Regions from separate parts of the Rattus norvegicus genome. Here region 1 is linked to region 2. The links are chromatin contacts, called in public Hi-C maps. All regions are on one chromosome and are shown on one strand. The core of a region is the stretch at or near the end of the contact, and the rest is flanking DNA. Distances in the headings are between cores, read along the strand shown.

What was found. Hi-C and Micro-C count contacts between places; a contact is called where the count stands out from the background.
Region 1: a contact with region 2 is called in a Hi-C map of the A7r5 cell line, with 2.1 times the contacts expected there. The contact joins two enhancer-like sites. A contact is called at or near these places in 2 of 12 Hi-C or Micro-C datasets (the A7r5 cell line and Schwann cells).

The regions. Positions count from the first base shown.
Region 1 is chr10:38,653,982-38,658,128 of GRCr8, reverse strand. Slc22a4 (solute carrier family 22 member 4) reads left to right here. Exons shown (of 10, transcript NM_022270.2): 3 at 684-838. Among named protein-coding and RNA genes, the nearest start is that of Slc22a21, 23 kb to the right of the region's middle. Within about 2 kb of position 1,793, at least 13 of the 93 cell types and tissues checked have an H3K27ac peak or open chromatin away from gene starts, as enhancers often do. A contact at or near this core is called in the A7r5 cell line, where this site is marked.
Region 2 is chr10:38,409,654-38,413,819 of GRCr8, reverse strand. No RefSeq gene overlaps it. Among named protein-coding and RNA genes, the nearest start is that of Irf1, 6.2 kb to the left of the region's middle. Within about 2 kb of position 1,764, at least 72 of the 93 cell types and tissues checked have an H3K27ac peak or open chromatin away from gene starts, as enhancers often do. A contact at or near this core is called in the A7r5 cell line, where this site is marked.

The sequences.
Region 1 (4,147 bases), core at 544-3,043, 240 kb before region 2:
CACCACTGTCAAGTCATGACGTCCTGAGCTGAACCATTGTAAATCAAGAACTGTCTTGTCGTTTTTTAAAAGCTCTCTGGTGGTTCCAAGTGCAGCCAAGGTTAAGAAGTAACAGCCCTTGAGGGAGTTTCTAAACTTACAGAACTCCCATGTGGGGATAGAAGTCTTTTCAAACTGCACTTTGAAGGGTTGTTTTCTTTGAGACAGGCCCAGGATGGTTAAGGATGGTCTCAGAATGGCTATGGTGGCCTTGAGCTTCTGTCCCTCCTGCCTCAACCTCTCAAGTGCTTCGATTACAGATATGCCCCACCACAGCCAGTTTACCCCATTCTGGGGATCAAAGCCGGAGCTTCATTCATGCTAAGTCAAGCACTCTGTTCACTAAGCCACAGCCCACCACCCCGCTCTCCGGCCCTCCCTCAGCTCCTTCTAAAGATCAGATTTGTCGACGAGATCCTCACAGAAGATGCCCCGTGTTTGCCAGAAGCGAGGCTTGGTACCTTGGAAGGTAGTTCCTGGGCAGATGGGTGCTCCTCCAGGGAGGAGGCTGACAGAATGTCATGGGGAAGGGGAAGAGAGAACCAAACGTGCATCTGTCTGCCTTCATCCTGACAGAGGACAGAACCTCCAGGGAAGCCAGGCTTAGTTTCACCACTGACCCTGAACTATGCTTTGTTCTACAGGTTCGGCAGGAAGAAAGTCCTCTTTGCCACCATGGCTGTGCAGACTGGATTCAGCTTCGTGCAGATTTTCTCAACCAACTGGGAGATGTTTACTGTGTTATTTGCCATCGTGGGCATGGGCCAAATCTCCAACTATGTGGTGGCCTTCATACTCGGTAGGAACAACTTTAAGGTTCAGGGCACCTTCATGCAGTCAGCCCTGTGAAAGGCCAGGGAGGAGGGAGACACTGAGTGTGCGTCTACACCGTCCTCAAACTTGGACACGTGTGTGGTGGAGGGCGCTGCGGCTTTGGGGCACCTTGTGCCTGTCACAGCAGGACAGGGGCTCACAGAGGGGGATGGGGTATACAGGAGCTGAGTCACATTCTCGGGAGCAAGGGGCTAGGGACAGGAGGTTCTGGGCAGGGAGACAGCAGGGATATGAAGTCCGTGGTCTGGGCTATTAAGGTGGAAGGCTGGTGGTCTAGAAAGGGACTTAGTGGGGTTGATGTGGCATATATAGAGGAAGGAAAGGCACCTGCTAGGTGGCAGGATTCTGTCCCACCTGGGCAGATCTGCTTTGGCCTGAGTCTGAGCCCACACCCAGAGCATATGAGCTCCGCACGGGACAGCTGTGCCTCTCTGATAACAGTCCTACTGTAGGAAAGCCAGGCTGAGGGAGGGCAAGCCATCAGTTCCTAGGCCTCGGGGAGGCCCTGGACACTGTCCAGCTTTTCTGGGGGAGGAGATGAGGTGAGTTTCATGGAAATTGTTCAGGGTGTTCTCAAAAGTGTGATCCCCACCACCAATATACTCTCTAACACCCCCTTATTCATTGAGAGGGGGTGAGAGGGAGCACCCACAGCACAATAAACAAAACATCCTATAATATTTAACACGATCATTCTAGTTGGCCCGGAATTATCCCAGTTTCTCCCCATTGTTCCAGCATAACTATTGTTTGTGCCCTGTGATAGGAGTCGAGTGGGCTTTCCCGCACCTGGCTATGTGGTTCTGATCGCTCTCAGGAGCCTGTGACTCACTGGCCTTGGCCGTGGTATGTTCTGTTAGCCAAATACATGCGCGCCCTCTGTCAGGTTGCCAAGGTGGAATTGTCCAAATTCCATTCCTTTAATTATTGGTGAAGGGCCTCTTGCCACAGGCCCAGCCTCATGTTGGAGGAGAGAGGCCTCACGGGAAGAGATAGAGCAAGCGGGAGCCCCACGGTCCCATGTGCCTCAATAGATAGCCCTCTCTTAAGCAGGCCATGGCATGAAGAGAGGGGTTCTCGGCCTTCCAAGGATGAGGGGTGGAACAGGAGTCTTTCCGAGGTTATCTGTGAGGATGTACATGTGGTTTCAGGAGACAGAGACAGGAGAATGTTCAGTTTTAGGACAGCCTGGACTATGTAGCAAGACCATGTCTCATAAAAGAACAACGACAACAGCAACAACACCTTACCATAACAAATACTATTATTTCTGTAGAAGGCAGAGAAGTTTGCGTAGAAAGAAAAGAGCTGCAAGCAACGAGTGATGTAAGACCTGGGACGGGTGGGATGTGGAAGGCCCTCTGGAAGGAAAGACAAAGGCAGAGCAGCCCAGGCTGGGAGCAAGGAGTGGTGTGTGTGTGTGTGTGTGTGTGTGTGTGTGTGTGTGTGTGTGTGTGTCTGTCTGTCTGTCTGTCTGTCTGTCCATCTCTGCCTGTCCGTCTGTGTGTATGTATGCATAATTATGAGCACAGGAGTGTAGGTAGGTTGAGGCAGAGGGAAACACTGGGTGCCCTTCACAGTTGCTCTCTGCCTAGTTTTTTTTTAATTAATGTTGATTTTGTATGTGGAAGGGGGTGTACACAAGCCATAGCACATGTGTGAAGAGCAGAGAACAAGTTGTGAAAGTTCATTTTCTCCTTCCACCATGCTGGGTTCTGGGAATCAACTCAGCTGATCAGGACTGGCACTGAGCCAACCAGCTAGCATTCACCTTACTTTTTGGCACAAGCTCTTACATTATACTTGGAGCTCTCGGGCTAACTTACCCCAGAGGGCCTCCTGTCTCTGTCCCACCAGCACTGGGGTTTCAGGCGTGTTCCATAGTGCCCAGCTCTGTTAGGCAGGTCCTGGGCATTTGAGCTCACTTCCTCATCTTTGTGCGGCAAGCACTTTATCCACAGGTTCAGCCACCCAGCCGCAGCCACAGCCCCCTCACGTCCCACAGCTCTGGCACTGCCTTCCCCAGCCCTCCCTTCTCCCCACGTGACCATGGCCTCACATGCAGGGTAGAGAAGAAGAGGGCCAGGTCAAGGGTAGTTTGGAGCTTAGGTGTGTCTACAGACACAGGGCTCCCTGTCTACCTGGGCCCATCCTTCTCATTCTAGTGGGCTCAGAGGGAAACTGATAACATTAGGTTCTGGGATAACACTTGTGTTAAGATCTGAAGGCCTAAGACTGTCACTGATCTGTCCCAGAACAGACGGAGTCCCAGGCAGCTCCTGCAAAGGAGGACTTGGTGGAAGGACAGACATGGTGGCTGCTGGTTTTCCTGTGGCGCAGCAGCGCCCCCTGGTGTTTCAGGAATAAAATAGCTACTTTCCAGGCTTTGGGGGGTTTTTTTTGTTTTTTGTTTTCCCTCGAAGCCAGATTTGAACCCAACAGATTGTTGTTATTTGAGAATTTCCCTGACCTTTGATTCCCCCCTTCTCTGGAAATCTGAATGCTTGAGATGGCAAAAGTTCATCCTGAAGATTAATCTTTGCATTGATTCCAGAGCCCAAATTGTTCCCAAAGCAGCACAGAAATGAGCCTTCTTCTGAGCTGCTCTTAAAAACTTCACCAGGCTTGCAAACGTCTCGGGGTAATACAAAAGGCAAGCCAAACTCAAGCTCCTCAAAGCAACACAGGGTGGATGCACCTCCCAGAGCCGGGGAAGTGGGACTCAAAATCAGGGTCAATGACCTTCTCACACCCCAGCTTTCTAGACCCCGTGACAATCTCAGGCATAGTACCCTCAACCTGCCTATAGACTTCTGGGTAAAATGCTAGAGTGGTTTTCCTTCATCCCCTGGGTAATGAACCGCTTCTCTGTAAGGGAGGACTTGGTGGAAGGACAGACTTGGTAGCTGCTGGTTTTCCTGCAGCGCAGCAGCGCCCCCTGGTGCTCTATCTACAGAAAACCTCCTGCCTTGATTGATCCACTAATTTAGTATTTTCCCCGCACTTCTAACGTCAACACCCAGCCACTACCCTGCCCCACCCCTGCTGTCCTTGCTGTAGCATCTCTTTACACATGTTTAAATCTTGCTTCCTCCAGACCATATGTTTCCCTTTCAATAAGCACGCGCCTGATTACGTGTGCTCTGTAATTCTGGCTCCAGGGACCTCAGACACATTTGAAATTTAACCGCATTAGTTACACAGCTTTTATCAGCCACATACTTATTTTGTATAGCTTTTCGCTAAAGTATTAATGTACTTTTTATACTAAGGA
Region 2 (4,166 bases), core at 515-3,014:
TGCCCTGGCTCAGTTAGGGTAAGATGCTGTGCTGTGTCTCAGTGCTGGACCCCGAGGTTCTTCGGACTGGCAGAGGCACTAGCAGGCTCTCCCTGAATGTGACCTTTGTGATCATAATGTGCGCGCGCGGGGAGGGGGGGGTGACCTGGGGATGCAGCTCAGTTGACAGAGTGCCTGGGTAGCTTGCACAAAGCTCTAGTTCCATCCCAGCACTATGAACCCCACCCAGGCATGGTGGGTTTATCCCTCTAATCCCAGCCCCCAGTGGTGGAAGCAAGGACGGAAGAATCAGAAGTTAACAGTCATCCTTGGCTACATAGTAAGATCCAGGCCAGCCTGGAGTGCAGGAGGTGGGGCTGGTGACAATTATCCACAAATACTCTGTAGGACCGTCTTTCCTTTCTTCTGGTGCACCACAATCTTTTCCCCTGCCACTTCCCTCCTGTTCTCTGCCTCCTTGGTTATGATTTCAGAACCATTTTCTAGGTGGGAGCCCTGCCAATCTTGAACCCCAACCCATTTATAGAGATTGGAGACAAACAACTGCACTAAGGCCACACTGTGGCCCTCATGTTCTCCAGCAGATGCCTGGTCCCTGGAAGGCACTACAAATCCTTGCTAGATGGCTGTGTCCTCCTGCTTCTTCATCTGATGACCATTCTCTATATTCAGACATTGCTTGGCAGCCTGTGTTTGTGCTGATAGACAGGTGTAGGACCGGAAATGCTCTCAGAAATCCGAGGTATTAACGGGGCCCAGTGAGACTTGGATTAGGTTTTTGACTGCTCCCCAAAGCAGACAAGCTCTCAGCAGGGCTTCCAGACAGATCCAGAGGCAGGTCTCCTTGAAATGCTCAAAGGCTCTCCTGGCAGCCAGCCAAACTCTATTTTCACTGCAAGGACGACCTATCACAATTAGTAGAGCGCTTGCCTAGCGTGCATGATCCTAGGTTAGATCCCCAGTATAGCATAAACCTGAGGAGACGCCGTGCCCACTTGTAATTCCACCACTGGAAATGTAGAGGCTCAAGGATTGGCACTCAGAGTCACCCTGGGCTACCTAGACCCTGTCTCAAAATAAAGACATCAAAGCATTCAAAACCATCCTAAAGCTTGGCCAGGTCCCACCACCGTGACTGCGGAGCCTGGGCAGAAAGGAAATCCTAACTTATTCAATAAATGGGAATTAAGCTTCTGCTCAGAGTTAGTCCGAAGTTTGATTCTGGGGAATTGCCCGGGCACGAGATCAACCCCTCCCTGCTCACAGCTTTGGCACTCGCACTGTATGACACAGCAGAATAAACTTTGGACCGTTATTTTTATTTATGTATTTGTTTTACATCCAAAACGGGGAGAGTGGGACGCAGCAGCTGACTGGGAAAGCACAGGGTCCTGCCCTGGGACCCAACAGCTCGCTTAAGTCACAGCTCGCTGCTGGTGGTGTCAGTGCCGCTCCGGAACTCAGCGCCCCTCCCCCGCCCGCGGGAGAGTCCGTGTGACCGTGTGGGCTGCCACTGGGGCCCGCTGCGGAGTTTCATTTCTTATAAACACAGCGTTGGAAGGAAAGAGGCCTCAGTTCCCATCCGCCCTGTGGGGCCTGGAGAGCCGAGCGGAGGAGACTGTGAGGCTAGGCCCAGAGGCCGTGACCCAGGGCAGGGCTAGATGGGAGCAGCTCCCCTCCCCTGAGGATGAGTCCTGCGAGTAGTGGAGGCACTACCCCCACTCTACACCAGGCTTCCTCGCCTAGCTTGGCCTTGAGGTGGAACCCCCTCTTCTCCACGTGATGCACTCCGGTGCCGGGTGTGCGTGATTGGAGGAGAGTGGGCAACCGGGCCCTTTGGGCTAACTTCCACATTCCTGATCCGCCCCGACTTGGGGGTGAGTTGCAGGCTCCGCTCTGGCTAGCTTCCTGGAAAGGGAGGGAAGCAGGCGAGCGGAGAACCGCAGGGCCTCCCAGCTGGGCCGCCCAGGTGGCTGCCTACAGTCTAACCCTACGCCTATATTCTCCCACGCCTGCACGCTAGGCCTACCCCACCCGTGCCAGGCAGTCAGCTGCCAACAGGCAGAGCAGTTTTTCTCCCCACCACCCAGCCTTCCCGTCCGCCAGGAGTTTGCACCTAGCTCAGCATCTATAAGCTGTGTGGCCTGGGGCTACGTGCTAAACTTCTCTGTGCAGACCGTCAATCACCTGGGATGGCTGAAGCTGGCAAGCCTCTTGCCGAGCTCCTGCTCTTAATCCCCTCCGCCTGTCTCTCTTCTCCGTTCCCTTTCCCCAGACCCCAGGGTTGACAGACGCACAGAAGTGCGGGGGGGGGGGGGGAGTTTGGGGGAAGGATGTCTCACAAGAACATTCCAGCTATTGCAGCCTGAGAACCTGGCCGAGATAACAACTCGCAGTACCCTAGCGGTAGGCTGTGTGTAAACTAGCCGGGGTTCGGAACCCTAGTTCCCAACACCCACTCTCAGGGTTCCGTGGCCCGGCAGGAGGGGCGGGGCTTCGGTTTCGTTTTCTTGCCAACGTGGAGGCAACGAGGAAATCGAGGAGTTTCCCGGAACCGTTCAGGGAGAGCAAGCTGAGCTCTGCTCCAAGGCAGGCAGTGGGGACGGGCACATGTCCAGAGTCCCTGGCCAGCAGCTCGCTGGAACTTCCAGTGGGAACCGGGGAAAACCAACCCCGGAAAAGCCCCACCTCAGTACACCTGCCCAGTTCTCTTCTGGATATTGTTCCCAGAGAAGGTGGGGACCACAGGGAAGAACAGCAGACCGGTCACCGAACAGGGTGTAATGGTGTTGGTTCACCAGCTGAGGATGGACCATAAAGTCAAGTGATACCTGAGGAATGACTGTCCCCATCTGAGTCTTAGAGTTTTATTGTTTGTCTTTACATGGAGACAAGATCTCATATACGGGATGCTTGTTGCACTCACTATGTAGCTGAGGATGAGCTTGAACTTTTTTTTTTTTTTTTTTTGGTTCTTTTTTTTCCGGAGCTGGGGACCGAACCCAGGGCCTTGCGCTTCCTAGGCAAGCGCAATACCACTGAGCTAAATCCCCAACCCCGAGCTTGAACTTCTGATCCTCCTGCCTCCACCTCTGAAATGTGGGTGGCTTTGCCTGGTCTTTGCAGTGTCGGGGATCTAACCCAGGGTTTGATGCAGGCTAGGCAGACTCTAGTAACTTAGCGCCATCATCTGTCTCCTGCACGTGTGTGCTCATGCATGCTAGGGCTTCCAGTAGCCCAGGCTGGCCTCAGGTTCCTGTGTAGCTGAGGCTGGCCTGGAACTCAGGATCTTCTCATCTTCCAACCTTCTAAAAGCTGGGTTACCGGCACCAGCAACTGTGTTGGTTCATATCCACTCTCTGGCCACTCTTCTTTATCATTGGGAAGAATTCTCTGTACATGCTCAAGAAGAACACAGCTCTTCGTCCTGTCCAGCCAAGTTCAAGGCTAGGAACAGCCAGACTTAGAGGTGGGCACAGTGACAGCATGAGGCTGACTGGGTTGGAGGCATAGAGTGGAGCGGGACTTCTGGATTCAGTCCCCTGGCCCGGAGCCCAGTCAGGTCCTGCAGATGAAAGAAGAGTCCCTCTCCAGGAGTGGCCTCAGCCCCTTCATGAGTGATTAGCCCTGCCCTCCCATGGGTCCTTGGGCAGCTAGCAGACTGTTCTCATCCCGGAGGAATGTGAGGTCGGCCACTTCCTTCTGTCCTTAGAGGCTGGAGCTCCCGGCAGTCAAGGATGACTGTAGGCTGGGCTTGAATCTGAACCAGGAAACTTGGCAGGGAGAGGGCAGGATGGTGTTTTGGGGGAGTCAGAGGAGAGTTCCCTCCCTTGCGTCTTCGGTCCAAAGAAGAATCTGGGGTCAAGGTTGACAGGGTCACCCCAGAGCTTATGCTTCCTTAAATTCTTGGATCTCCCTCTTTGTGGCCATGGCTTTTGGAAAGACAGGAATCAAACTCAGTCGATCCTGATGCAGAAGAGCTGGGGCCGAGGCAGGCAGTAATGGTGGTCACCTGAAGACAACCAGATTGCCAAGAGGGAGGCAGGCAGATAGGCCAAGTCGTGGCCCTTGCTTTTTCCAGCCAGGCTCAGGATTGCCATGGCCTGGAAGAGGGCTAGGGAAACTCTAAATTCTGCAAGAGTAGAGCTCGTGCTAGGTTCACAGTC